Regions from separate parts of the Rattus norvegicus genome. Here region 1 is linked to region 2. A link is a contact called in public Hi-C data. All regions are on one chromosome and are shown on one strand. Each heading gives the region's core, a stretch centred on a gene start, on an enhancer-like site or on the middle of the called end of the contact. The rest is flanking DNA. Distances are from core to core; before and after follow the strand shown. Region 1 has its middle 80 kb from the start of Nrip1. Region 2 has its middle 130 kb from the start of Nrip1.

Region 1 (6,686 bases), core at 3,332-5,831, 210 kb before region 2:
CAGAGAACCCATAAAAGAGTGATGTTAACAACTCCGGAATCAGCGGTTTCCATTTTTTGTTTGTTTGTTTGTTTGTTTGTTTGTTTTTCCCTCTGAGTTCTGTCTTACCAACAGGTCAGGTTGGTTTGAAGTGTTGGTTTAGTAATGCCCAACCACACTTTGTAAATGACTTAGTAATCCCACATATCTAACAGTATCTCTCCTGTATGCATGGGGATCTACTTACACATATGTGAGAAAAGTTATCTATTTAGTAAAGGGTATTCATCCATCTATGTAAACACATGGCTTTATGCATTGTTTTCACAGCACTGAAACACATCAATATGAAGGAAATTGAAGATTTAGAAAAGATAGCTGTCAACAAATGCATTCAGTACATACTAGTTCTGTTGTGTATTCATTCAGTTCTTTAAAAATGACTTGAACTGGGAATAGGTCTAGACTTGTAAGACCATAGTGAGTGTGGTATAGGTAGAGTCCATGGATCCGGCTTATCTTACCACATTACACTGATGTGCGCTATTCTGTCACAATTAATGAAACAGCTGTGGCTCATTACTGAGAAAGGCATCACTTAGCACCAGTTCAGCATCGCCTCATGTTCTGTGTCTGTTCTGTTTTTCTGTTGGAAAAACTACACTCTTGTCTTCATCTGGCTTTGACAAGCCCTCACCTATTACTTCTTTTTTGATGACATTCAATTTTAAAGAGCACTGGTCAGTATTTTGCAGAAAGCCTTTTAACTGACGTTTCTGCTTTTCCCAAGATTTGCCCCATGCTCCGCATTTATGAGAGAAAGAGTACAGACATATAGTATCATGCTTATCACGACAAGAGTGCCTATTTTCAATATGACCTATTCCCATGCCCGTGAATACTATAAACTGAAATGGAAGGTCCCCTATAATGGTAGCTGTGATGGCTGCCCCATGGGAATCTGGCCCACTGTTGCTTGATTCTGGTTTTCTCCAAAAACAATCTTCAAAGCCTAGCGACTACCTCAAATTTAGGCCAAAATAGTTTCGTGTGTGAGCCAAATAGTACGATATGTCAGCGGCTGGTAAGGTGGCTCATTAGAGAAAAGCACTTAGCAGGAAAACCTATGACCAGACTGAAAGCCACAAAACTCACAGTAGAGGGCAAGAACTGACTTCCAAAATTGTACTACGACCTCACAATGCACACAGTAACATGTACACCTACGTGTTCGGAATAGTACACCTACACTCACACATATTGTGCTCTCAAACATTCTTTCTCTCACATACACACACATTCACAATCACTACAATAATAATAATTTTTTAAATGTCAGGTTGCCAATAGTAACCTGCAGTCACTTGTTTGTAACCTCTTGCACATTTTTAGGGTAAGAAACACATTAACAGGTTTTTTTCCATTTGCTCTCTATTTTGCAACTCATTGCTAGTATTAACCTTAGAGAAAGATAACGTTGGAGAATAGGGATCTGAGTGGCTATGATTTTGACCCAGCAAGAGATAATAGAGATACCAGCTCAGGCGTCATTAATATACACAGACTCTGATTTTAGACTATGACAGAAATATTTCGGCAATCTCTACAGGAAAGAGAATTGAAGAGACAAGCTGGATGTGGAGACAAACCTCAGAGGGCTGGTGATGTTTCTGGTTTACAGTGTGTTAGTGAAGCTGTTATTAGAGATAACATGAGCATCTCTATCGTGGGAGAATGAGGCACACAGTATCATGTCTAAGTAAGGAAAAAAGCAGGGTTTCAGGAGCAGATACAGTGTCTCTGGGTTATAAAATTGGACACCATGAGAAGAAAATCAACATCTGGGAAAGGAAGAGAGAGGGGGAGGAGAGGGAGAGGGAGAGGGAGAGGGAGAGGGAGAGGGAGAGGGAGAGGGAGAGGGAGAGGGAGAGGGGGAGGGAAGGAGGGGGAAGGGAGGGAGGCAGGGAAGGAGGAAGGGAGAGGAAGGGAGGAAGGGAGGAAGGGAGGAAGGGAGGAAGGGGAAGAAAGTTGCAGCCAAATGCCTTGATTAGGGCATCCTTTTTTTCAAAGTCCAGGCAAGAGCTACCCTCACACTCCAGCATGTATTTCAGGGATGAGAAAAGGCATGTTCTTGTGTAGGTGGTTCAGAGAACAGAGGTCAGTGCACGGTAAGTTAAGCATACGTCTTGTTCAGTTTGTTCAGGCCTCCCTCTCCATCACCCGGGATGAAGGACAGTAGTTCACACCACCCACAGCTCCGCACTTGTTTCTTGCCTCTCCTCATCAGCTATTTACAGTCGCTGGTCTTGGTTTCTAGCCGCCATGGCCCTGGTCTGAAGTACCAGCCATCTCTCAGAGACTCCCTTCCTTCTCTCTATTAAAGCTCTGAAACAAAAATCCTGTTGCCTGCTTTTCTAAGAATATGGTTCTTTCCTCTCCTGGCCAAAATATCCCAACGTCTGTGTGGATTTCCGGTTCTCTGAACTCTTACCTGACATGCTCTCTCCGGTCACATTTCCCCAGTTCATGTCCTTGCTTTCTTTTCAGGCTGTGTGGCTTCAGACAAGTGTCTTAACCACCCTGAGTTTGAGTGTGGTTATCTATGAAATGGAGACAGCATTGACCCCTCCTGATGTCATTGTGTGGATTAAAGGCTTTCACCTAGATCTCTGACACTCAGTCACGACTCTTGCTCTTACCTACCCATGTGCATATGACATGTGGCTCTGCTGTCACTAGTTATATGCATTGTCACCTTTTCCTTCTACTATAGCCCAAGCATTATGAGGACAAAGACCAGGATGTGGATGAATTTATATACATGCTTTCTTGATGGCACACGGGGTAGTCCAAGTAATAACTAGGACCTGACATTTATACTGACAAATATACACATATACAAATATACACACAAATATAAATGGTATTGTATATGTCATGTACATATGTGTGTCTGTGAACATCATTAACTAAAAACTCAGTAACTGAAATATGTCTTTCTCATTTGTAAATATACACATATATACCTATCATAGGAATGAAACCTATTGATGATTTTCAAACCATACCCTAATAAAAACAAAAATATGGAATGAAAGAAATCTTTTCCCAAGTGGAAAACAAGTAGAATTTTAGATTCTAAGCCCTGTGGGAGACTGGGGTGTCAACCCATGGGTATGACTCCTTTTTGAGGTAAAATATTAATCCAGTCTATCACTGGAAAGAGCAGCGCCCTATTCGACCCACTGGGCAGCTAAGCTAAAATCTTGCCCTCCCAGCACCTGTGGCCAGGAGATGGAGCATGAATCACAAGGGCCTGGCGAGAGGCCAGTGTGGAGTCACGCCGGTTCTCTGAACTCTTACCTGACATGCTCTCTCCCGTCACATTTCCCCAGTAGCCTGCCTCTCATGTTTTATTTTAACTCAGCCCACTGTCATAAAATTGAACAGTGAATAAGAACTGCATTAATTTTAAGAAAGTTGGTGTCAAGACAGCAGAGGCTAAGGAAGGACGAGGGAGAGGATGGATAAAGAAGTCGGTCGGGTGGTTCCTGCTTCCTGCTGTATTAACACGGCTCCCCGGCTGGTTGCTAAGTTCTCTGTTTCTTCACCTGCAAAATGGGAATAGGGATTAATGTTTCACCAACTTTCTGAAACTCTTCCAAGGATCAGGGCAACTCACGGAAAGTATTCGACGGAGCATTTCTCTGGAGTTCTTCAGAGGATGGCCATAAACAACGACGGCTCTAATAAACGAGCGTTCATCTACTGTCATCGATGGAAAAATTAGCTCTTGTTTTGATTCTTGCGACTTTCATAGAATATGTTTTGATTTTCCTTTCTTTCTTCCAACTCTTCCCATCTCTTCCCCCATCTCTCTGTCCATCCAGCTTCATATTCTTTCTAAATATGAAGTCCAATTTGTGTTGGCCAACTACGCCCCTTCCCCCCTCCCCGTGCAGGCCCTGCCCTGGAGTGTGGTTGATACGCCCAGGATCCATGCACTAAAGAAACTGGTTTTTCTTCTCCACACAGTTAACAGTTGCAAGTAACTTCGAGGTTGGGGGAGGGGTGGGGGTGGGGGATAGGAATGGTGGGGGTAGGGGGTGGGATTTCCTGCCCACTTCCCATTCTCCATGTTGGGATTTTGTCAGGTTTGAATTTGTGCACTCTGTCAGTCTCTGAGAGTTCATATCTTAGTTGAATTTTAAAGAACTAATCTAGCATTTACGGGACTGTACATGATTAAAGAATGAATTATTTGAGCCATTTTGAAATTATTCAGGCAAGTCCTTAACTTCAAAGGACCTCCAGTTTATACATCCACTTGGAACATAGTTCTTCCTTAGAAATAGATTTTCTTATCCTTTCACGTGCCCGTATATCCTCAAGAGACTACTGTTAGAGACCATTTAAGCTTCCTTTTAAAGAACAAACACAAGAAGCCAGGAAAAATAATCTGTCAGTTGCTTGTAATAATCGTCTTAAATGAGCAGTATTGTGGCTTACGGAAAAACTGGCCCAAGCTAGACAAAAGGCAGCCAGCCGAGCCACAGACGCTGAACTCTGACCCCTGGCTGGACCTTGCACTGGGCAGCCTAGTAACAGGAAGGCAACAAGACACACTTTGAACCAGAGGTTCTAAGGCTGCTGTGGGGTTAGAGTGAGGGTGACAGCTTCACTTTGCAGTCTGAACTTTGTACCTAGACACAGGGGCATTTAATCTCCATAACAGCCACTTTGTTTCATTACTTATTAACAGATCCTCCTTGAGTGAAGCTCTTTGATAGGGGAGCTTTAAAAACCGATCCCTCTCTCCTCTTTATTACTGCTGTGGGGGTGGGCATCTGTGCCTATTGGTGCTTATTTGAACCCCTTCCTTCATGAGCTTGCCTTTCTGTGGGAAGGGCTTCTCTTCAAAACTGGCCCTTGTTGAGGCAAAGCAGTGCCTATGTTTGCCCTAAGAGAAAGGAACGAAAAAGGCTGGGCTATGTGTCGTTAAATGTCACACAAGGAAATGCCTGCTGCCACCCCACCTCTCCCCACCAAGTCAGCTGTTCCGTTTTTTGTTCCTCTTGCTAATTCTCTTTCCCATCCCCCTCTCCCCCTCTTCTCCTGACTTCTTTCTTTGCATCCAGCCTTACAGTGACATCAGAGTCAACAGTAGTGACCCCTGGACCCGTCCATCACTCTCCAGGCTGAAATAACCTAGACAGGTTTCTTTGCAATTGGGAGTCAAAGCAATTTAAGGACACATTCAAGCATTCTCCTTCTCAAATAAACACACTGTCCTTAGATGTCCAGTAACTGATCCTCCGTGTGTCTGAAAGTTTAGTTATTTAAAGAAAGTGGCAAGATTCTAGAAAAGAGAACCCGTAAAACAGTATTAGCATTCATGGAAATTCCGAGTTCAACTCGTAAGCCAGTGCCAGTTAAACCACTGTTCGAATTACTAAATCATGTTCCATATCGATTAGTAAATATGCTTTGTCTTCTGGACCCCATGAAGTCATGAGTATTTAGTAATTAACAAAGACCAAATGAACTCCCCCTGAAGCTTCCCTTGAGAGTCTGGGACCACCAAGGATTTAACCTTGCAATGCTCAGCACTATGTGTTTAAGGAGTAGTCGAAATTAGTTCAGAGGCTAATTCATCCTCTTCTCATTTTCTACCCTGTTTTAAAAAATGCCCCCATGTCTAGCTCTCATTCAACAAGGGGTCAGCTCTGGAGCCACCCTCTGTCTGGGCACCATGCCGCAATCCTTTGATTCTCCCTCCGCCTTCCGTAATCCCAGGCACAGGAAAACCTCCAGGCTCGCCCCACCGAGTGGCTTAATGCTAAAGATGCTAACACTGTTTCTCTTACTTTTCTTCCGTTTGCCCTTTTCTTAACTTTCTCAATGACATACTTTCCAAACTCATTGTTGGTGCCCAAAGATACAGCACAGGAAGGGCCAAGGGTGTAGCTAAAGAACTTGGCTATCATGTGTGACGATCTGGGTTCCAATCCAAAAAGACAAGAGAATAAAAAAAGATGTACAATGTTCATGCTCACTGCTTTTCCTCTCCCCTGCTATATAGAGTTTTGCTAGCTTTCATGACAAGCACATTCAATCTGACCTTTATCTAAAGGTTATGATTTGGGTCTGAGGTATTTTCTAGGGCCGTGGGGCTAGAAGCTTGGTTGCGTCCTAATAGTATTGTTGTAAGGCGGTAAAACTGCGGAACGTGGGACATTCTTATAGCAAGTAGTTACATACAGGAGAATTTGGGAAAGGGATAGCTAGTATTTATATCCCTCCCTCCCTCTCTATCATGGCTTCCTTGCCTCTATGAAATCAGGAGCTTCCCTGTCGATGCCCTCTCATCACCATGATGTCCTGCCTCTCCTTGAACACAGTGAGGCTAGCTGGCCATGTATCGATCCCTCTAAAACCATGAGCCAAAATAAGTCTTCTTAACCTAAGGAATTTTGTCACTGTAATAGAAAGCTGGCCATAAGAAGAGAAATTTTAAAAAATTATAAATCTTTCAGACACTTCTATTCTCCCCATCCCCAGGTTTTACATTCAGCATCATGTGTGGATGGTCCATGCATCGCTGTCTCCTTGTGCTCAGCTTCCCGGGTATCACCTCATTTCCTGGCAGAATGGCCGGGAGATACAAAGGACCACTACAACATGCATTTCGCCGTTTCCATGCCAAC
Region 2 (6,653 bases), core at 949-3,448:
TCCTCCATTCTGGAAAGGGTGACTGCAAAATTCAGCTCCTATGAAATCAGGAATTAAACATATTTTGCTCATTTCTAAACAGGCGCTAGCATATATGTAGTGAGGAAGATAGAGAGAGGGTACCACCATGTGCCACAGTGCTGTGTAGAAGCAGGGCTCCAGGAGCTGTCATAAGACATAGTCTCCTAAATAATGAGTGGCCGGATGCAAGCAGACACTTGTCCCCACACACACCATGGTAAAAATCCAGCAGGATAGGAAGCACTCCTAACTGTTGGATCCTCAACATTGAAGGCACTCTCTTGGACGTGCCAGAATTTCATGGTGGGATATTGGTGAAACTCATTAGGTCATACATAGGCGTCTTATGTGTAGAAAGCAGGGCTTACAATTCCTGTGTCTAGATGAATATTTACAATGAGATTCAGGAACATTGGGGATTCATAGGTATGAAAACAAAGGTAGCATTGGATTCATTATTTGGGGAAATGGGATGTAAATGAATCATGTACCCATGAGCCTCTATTTGAAATTGAGTTGTAGTTTTCTAATCCAATGTGTTTTAATATAGTTTTAGTTAGTGCACACAACAATGGCTTTTCCTGGGCCATTTTCATAGATGTATGCTGTTGTGCATCTCCTACACACATGCTTTGTTACCAACCCTCTCCCCACATTCTTTCTTCTCTACCAATTAGTTCACCTTCTGCTTTCATAGAAAATGTGAATGCCACGTGTGTAAGAAAACATGTTACTTACTTGCATCTGGCTTCTTTCACATAAAATGCTAATCTGTGGTTCTGTGCATTTTCCTACCCATGACATAATTTCATTCTTATTTGTGGCTGAGTTCGATTCTGCTGTGCACATATACTGCATTTTCTTTTTCTTTCACATGCTGACGGGCATCTAGACCAGTTCTGTACTATGGCGATCGTCAGTAGTGTGGTCATCCACACTGATGAGCAGTCTCTCTGCCGCATGTTGACGCAGTGTCCTTTAGTTCTATCCTCAGAAGTGACACAGCTGAATCTTACGGTAATTCCATTTTGAATTGAGAAACTTCTAGACTGATCTCCTCAGTGGCTACTTCAGCTCAAATTCCGAATAACAGTTTATAAGGGTCCTCCTTTCCCCACAAATTACTATGATTTATTTATTCTTAATGATAGCCTTCTGAGAAGGGTGAGGTTTAAAATTGAGGTAATATACACAGTTCCTTAATGGCTAAGGATGTTGAAAATTTATTTTGTTGTTGTTGTTGGGTTTTGTTTGTTTTTGTTTTGTTTTTCCGAGACAGGATTTTTCTATGTAGCCCTGGCTGTCCTGGAACTAACCTAGACCAGGCTCTCTATGAACTCATATAGACCCACTTGCCTCTGCTTCCTGAGTGCTGGGATCAAAGGCATGCGCTACCACCACCTTGTGTGTGGGGTGAACACTTAAAAATATTAACTGGCTATTTGTATCCCTCCTATAGAGAACTGTCTGTTCAACTGATTTGCTTGTTTATGAACTGATTTAGTTTTTGATGTTTACTGTTTGAATTCTTTGTACATTCTAGGTATTTATCCCCAATTAGATGTCTTTCTCCAGTCGGGTAGACTATTTCTTCAGTTTGTTGATGGTTTCCTTTTAAATTTCATATGCTCCATCTGTCAGGTGTTAAGGCTATTTCTTGAGTCATTGGAGCTCTTGAGTAGCTTTCAGAAAATGGCTTCTTTGGTGAAGGTACTCGATTTGAGGTGCTGTTTTGAAAAGTATAGACGCAAATGGATTCTACCTATGCGCAAAGGTTTTGACTGTGGCACAAATTTCTCAATCTACCTGACCATTGAGGTGTTTGTTTTCACTCTTAGGAAACCTAACAAGCCACTGGTCCTTTAATGATTTACTGTATCTCCGTGGAATAAATATTCTAAGAACAGGAGCACCAGACTTCTGTTTTCTACTGGTCACCAAGATGTCTCTTAAAAATCCCATTTCCTCTTAGCTGGGACATGTCAAACTGATACTCTAAGAGACCATTGTTTCTTACTCAAACAAGCTGGAATTCAGTAAGGACTCCAGGACCTATCTTTTTATCAAGCATGTGCCCTCATGCACTTGCTTAATGATTCCTCCCAGGAGCAAAGTACACTAAGCCACTGGCAGCAGGGCCAGGTGGCTTCTTCCCTCTGTGACTCACCTGTTTGGTCTTGGTCCAGTATGCCTGGGATGAAGGCTGAGTTTCCTAGAGCAAACAATGACTTCAGATGACCCAGATCCCTCATGTGACTGAAATGTGTAAATCACAATGTAACCTTGGGCAAGCAAAGCAAACTCAAAAACACCCAAAACCTACCTAGGGTAATCTTTCCAACAGGGAGCCCCTAGGCTGTTTGAACAAAGGGTATGGATAACAGCAGCATTCAACAGTTGATGGAAAAATTGTGTCCAATCTTGGCCCTGCATTGGAGACCTGGAACAACTCTGTAACTAAGTCTTTTTTAGAACGCCTCAGTGGTGCTTGTACATTGTACAAATGTTGGATTTGATAAATTCACCCCAAAGCTCCACAAGACCAGTGAAATACCACTTTTCAAATCATTTTTCAGCTGCTAAGCACAAATATTTTCTCCATAGATACACATGACATTCCTATATTATTATTCTACTGATAGTTTAATTTCAATGTAAAATCTGTGAATTTGAAAACTTGAACTGAGTAGATACAAGAACAATAATCTTTTCTCTTAATGATGTAACCTTCTGAGAAAAGTGTGAGAATCTTCTTAGACTAAGCAAGTAGCTGAATTACTTTAGAAATAACATCACAGCCAGTATTTGTGTTAACTAGAGAGGAAAAGGAGATATTGGCAAAGCACAATAAAAAAAATTAATCCATGGAAAGAAGCACAGGTGACTTGGGCTCTTTTAGTTGTAATGAATAAAAACTGCTCAAAGTTGCTTGAGAAAAAGTGGTTGTGGAGAAATCTAGGTGAAAATAGACCCTTCATAGCAAGATGCAATCAGCTCTTCTCTCAAGATTGGCATCCTTCTCTAGATGCCTCTTTTTCTAGAAACATGTCTTCTGGATGTTGCTTCCTAACTGCGTTTATGCTAGTTTTCCCTGTATTCGACTGACTTTTCTGCTTATGGAATGGTGACTCAGACCTTACAGGTGTCTGCCCTCAGTTTGCCGTGCCCTGGCTTCCTGGCTTACAGTTCATTTGCTACAAAACTACGAAACTCGATTCAATAAAGGGCCTAGTTCTGTGATGAGTGTTTTCTGTGCAGTTTCTGTAATCCTTACATGGACTTTATGAATAAGGAGGATCATATATAGAGTGATCATTACTGTACCTGTGGCAAGAAGTTGAGGAGAGTTGAGATATGAGAACCAAAGTCTCGTTTTAGCTAAGCTTCTTCCTTCTGTGTTGCAGGCTTTTCTGTGGTTTGGTGGGTGACACACCATTCCTTGTGTGCACTGGGCCTGTGGTTTATCACCACGCTACATCTCTGCTTAGTTCTAAGACTCGTGCATGCAGTACTCAGTGGGAGTTTACAACCGCTGCTCTAAGAGTCTGTTAGAGTAGAACTTGAAGATTATTGTCTCTAACCCTCCAATCTTTTAAATGAGGAGGGCCAGAAAAATAAAAGTTATCTATTAGACTTGACCACTTAATTTCGATAGATGGATAGATATACACCCAAATTCCTAATGCCCAGTCTCTTCTCTCCCTGAAAATAGCAATGTACTGGGTAGGATTTTCTAGAAGCAAAGAACTTCTCCTGTTTTAGAGTGGTGTTTCACGATGAAACATGGTATTTCATAGTTTCTGGAATAATTGAAGGAACTCCAGAGACATGAGTTTTCAGGGGAAAGTTGACTGATCTATTCAACACTTACGGTATTGATTTTAAGTTATCATTCTTATTTTGTCCTGGTCATTTTTTGAAAATTGTTGCTTCCTTTCCCTGAAAATCTTGAGAAGCAGCGTGTATCTAGTTTTAAAAATGATATAAAATGTGTCTTCTGATGGGAAAGCACTTCTGTTCATTTCTTTTCAATCTTCTCCTTTAGCTTCCTGATACTGAGAGTCAAACCCTGGTCAAGAAAGGGCTTAGACAGTGCTGAAGGCAAAGTCTAATTATAATTTCTTTTAGTGCTAAAGGTCATTCTCATATTGTTCTTCATGACAAATTTCTTTCTCTCTAGAAAAATCTTCTCTTTTCCTTATTTTGAAGTCTGCAATTGATTATGTTATTTTTACTTAATTATTTAAGTGATGCTTACTTTTCTATTTACTTATTTAAGTAAAAACAACCAATTATATATTGGACTATAACTGAAAATTGCATCAAAATTTGTTGTCCTTCAGAGGAATTTATCTTAGCTGTGAAAATATTATGGTAATTTTGTAGCATAAATTTTTGGCATTTGGGAAATTATTTTTGTATAATATTTCTCCAAAACTATGTACTCCTTTATGAATATATCCTATACTGTGAAGAATCCTATTTTCAGTGAGGGGGTGTGGATGAGAGCCACTGAAGAATAATAAGTCCTGGGGCTTACTGTAAAGACTGTAAGTCAATGCCTATGTGCGGGTTAAGCTTCCAGCCACAGATGGAGTCCTTAGGTAATCAAATATACAAGGGACCTCTGGTATGTCCCTAAGAAATATTGTAATAGCTGACATAGGAAAAAGTCTCTCTTCTCATGGCATTACTTTCTAGAAGGTGAAACTGAGGCTTTTCAAACAATAGGCTACATCTTTTGACACTGTAAATCAGAGTTTATTGTTTCATTTAGTCAAAAAGATTGTGGTTATCATCAGATGTATGTTTAATATTTAGTCAGTTTTGTAAAGGTGTATATATATGTGTAAATGTCTCAAGAATACAGAAAAAGGTTTCTTAATCTATAAGATTTTATGTTCACATTGAAGAATATCCTTTATTTTATTTACTATAGGCTCTTTTCATAAATCTCCCTTTAGGATGGTCCAAAGAAGACCCACACCCAATTATGTAAAAATTGTTTTCAAAGCTATTCGTGTTGATTTTTAAAGACCTATATCTCTAGCTAGACCTTCAAAGGTGGAGGTACAAAGGACTGATACTAAGTTCCTAACTCATTGCTTATATGAAGCATATTTTTCACGTGTCCCCAGCTTTTCCTCTTTAGATACTGAATTTGGGTCCATTTCCATCTGTAAAGTAAAGGGAATATGCCTTGAGTCTATAGATAGATTAAAGTACCTGTGTTTTAGTTATGCAAATGGACACTGTACTCTAGACTTAAAAATTTGCCTGTGGCAATGCTGGGCGCTCTGTTCAGTCACCGTATCCAGTGACCTTCTGCGGTGTGTGTTCCTCCCAGGCTCTTGAGATGGGAACACACAGAGTGCTGTGTTCCGTGTCGTGTCAGTCATTACTCTCTTTGACTTTACTTGTGTTCTCAAGTCAATATGTTCCAGATTAATGAGGCATTTGTTCTTAATCAAGAAACTATTTAAGAATACACTTTTAATTTTAATGACTTGTTTATGATTAATTGTTTCAATCTGCCCTTCTCTTTCTTGAGGATACTTCAAAGTTGCAGCCTTTTTCCTGAACATTCCCCAATGCCTGTGTACTGGCAGTTGCTACACCATGCGGATCTCAAGGGACCAAGCCCAGTTATCAATTTCCTTGAGAAAATCGTTCATCCCTTAAACTAAAATCCACTTTTAAAAAATAATTATAACAGCAGCAATTGGCAAAAAAATTGAATGGTTAAACATTATTTTTATTTATTTATCTATTTAATTTTTTTGGTTTCTTTTTGAGGCCAGGTATCCCTGGATGGTCTACCAAGGAACTCACTGGGTAGCCTACTTGGACCTAGAGACACAATGCTCTCTGTCTTACGCTTCCAAGTGTCAGAGTTATAGGTGTAGATCCAGCTAGAGAGAGAGAGAGAGAGAGAGAGAGAGAGAGAGAGAGAGAGAGAGAGAGAGAGACTGTATCTCTGTGTACACATGACATGACATTCACACGGAAGTCAGAGGGCAAAATCAGGTGTCCTTTCTCAACTTTAACCTAGTTTAATATAGAGTCTTATGCTATTAACTACTGTGTCCATGAGGCTGGGTAGCCTACAAGCTTCTTGGCATTCTCTTGTCTCTCTACCTCCCAACCCCAATTCCTCACAGGACTACAGGGACTAAATGTATGGGCTATTTATTGCCTCTGGCTTTGCATGCCTCGAAGGATTAAAGCTCAAGTCTTCACACTTGCATGGCTGGCACCCTTCTGACAGCCATGGACTCCCTGCTCATCATGTTTTTTAATGTTCTCTTTAAATGTATATATGTAGTACCGTCTTATTGTTTGATGAGCAACAAGCCCAGAAGTAATTTTTGAAGTAATTGCATTTTCCTAACTGATCTACACTCTGCCATTAACTGACTTAATTAAAATTTATTCTGTTGATTTCTTGTTATTTAAATAAAACAGCACATCTGTGGATGTGTGCTGTACTCAAAGCTACAAAAGTAAATGACCCACGACCACATAACCACAGCAGCTAACATTTACTGAGCACTTATAACATCCCAGGCTCTGTTACACAATCTTTAAATGTATTATCCCATTTATGCTTGACAACTACCACAGTTGTGGGG

Evidence for each region. Hi-C and Micro-C count contacts between places; a contact is called where the count stands out from the background.
Region 1: a Hi-C map of liver shows a contact between it and region 2, with 4 times the contacts expected there. The contact joins two enhancer-like sites. A contact is called at or near these places in 2 of 12 Hi-C or Micro-C datasets (kidney and liver).

Annotation. Positions count from the first base shown.
Region 1 is chr11:28,542,981-28,549,666 of GRCr8, reverse strand. No RefSeq gene overlaps it. Among named protein-coding and RNA genes, the nearest start is that of Nrip1, 80 kb to the right of the region's middle. Within about 2 kb of position 4,581, at least 10 of the 93 cell types and tissues checked have an H3K27ac peak or open chromatin away from gene starts, as enhancers often do. A contact at or near this core is called in liver, where this site is marked.
Region 2 is chr11:28,334,351-28,341,003 of GRCr8, reverse strand. No RefSeq gene overlaps it. Among named protein-coding and RNA genes, the nearest start is that of Nrip1, 130 kb to the left of the region's middle. Within about 2 kb of position 2,198, at least 7 of the 93 cell types and tissues checked have an H3K27ac peak or open chromatin away from gene starts, as enhancers often do. A contact at or near this core is called in liver, where this site is marked.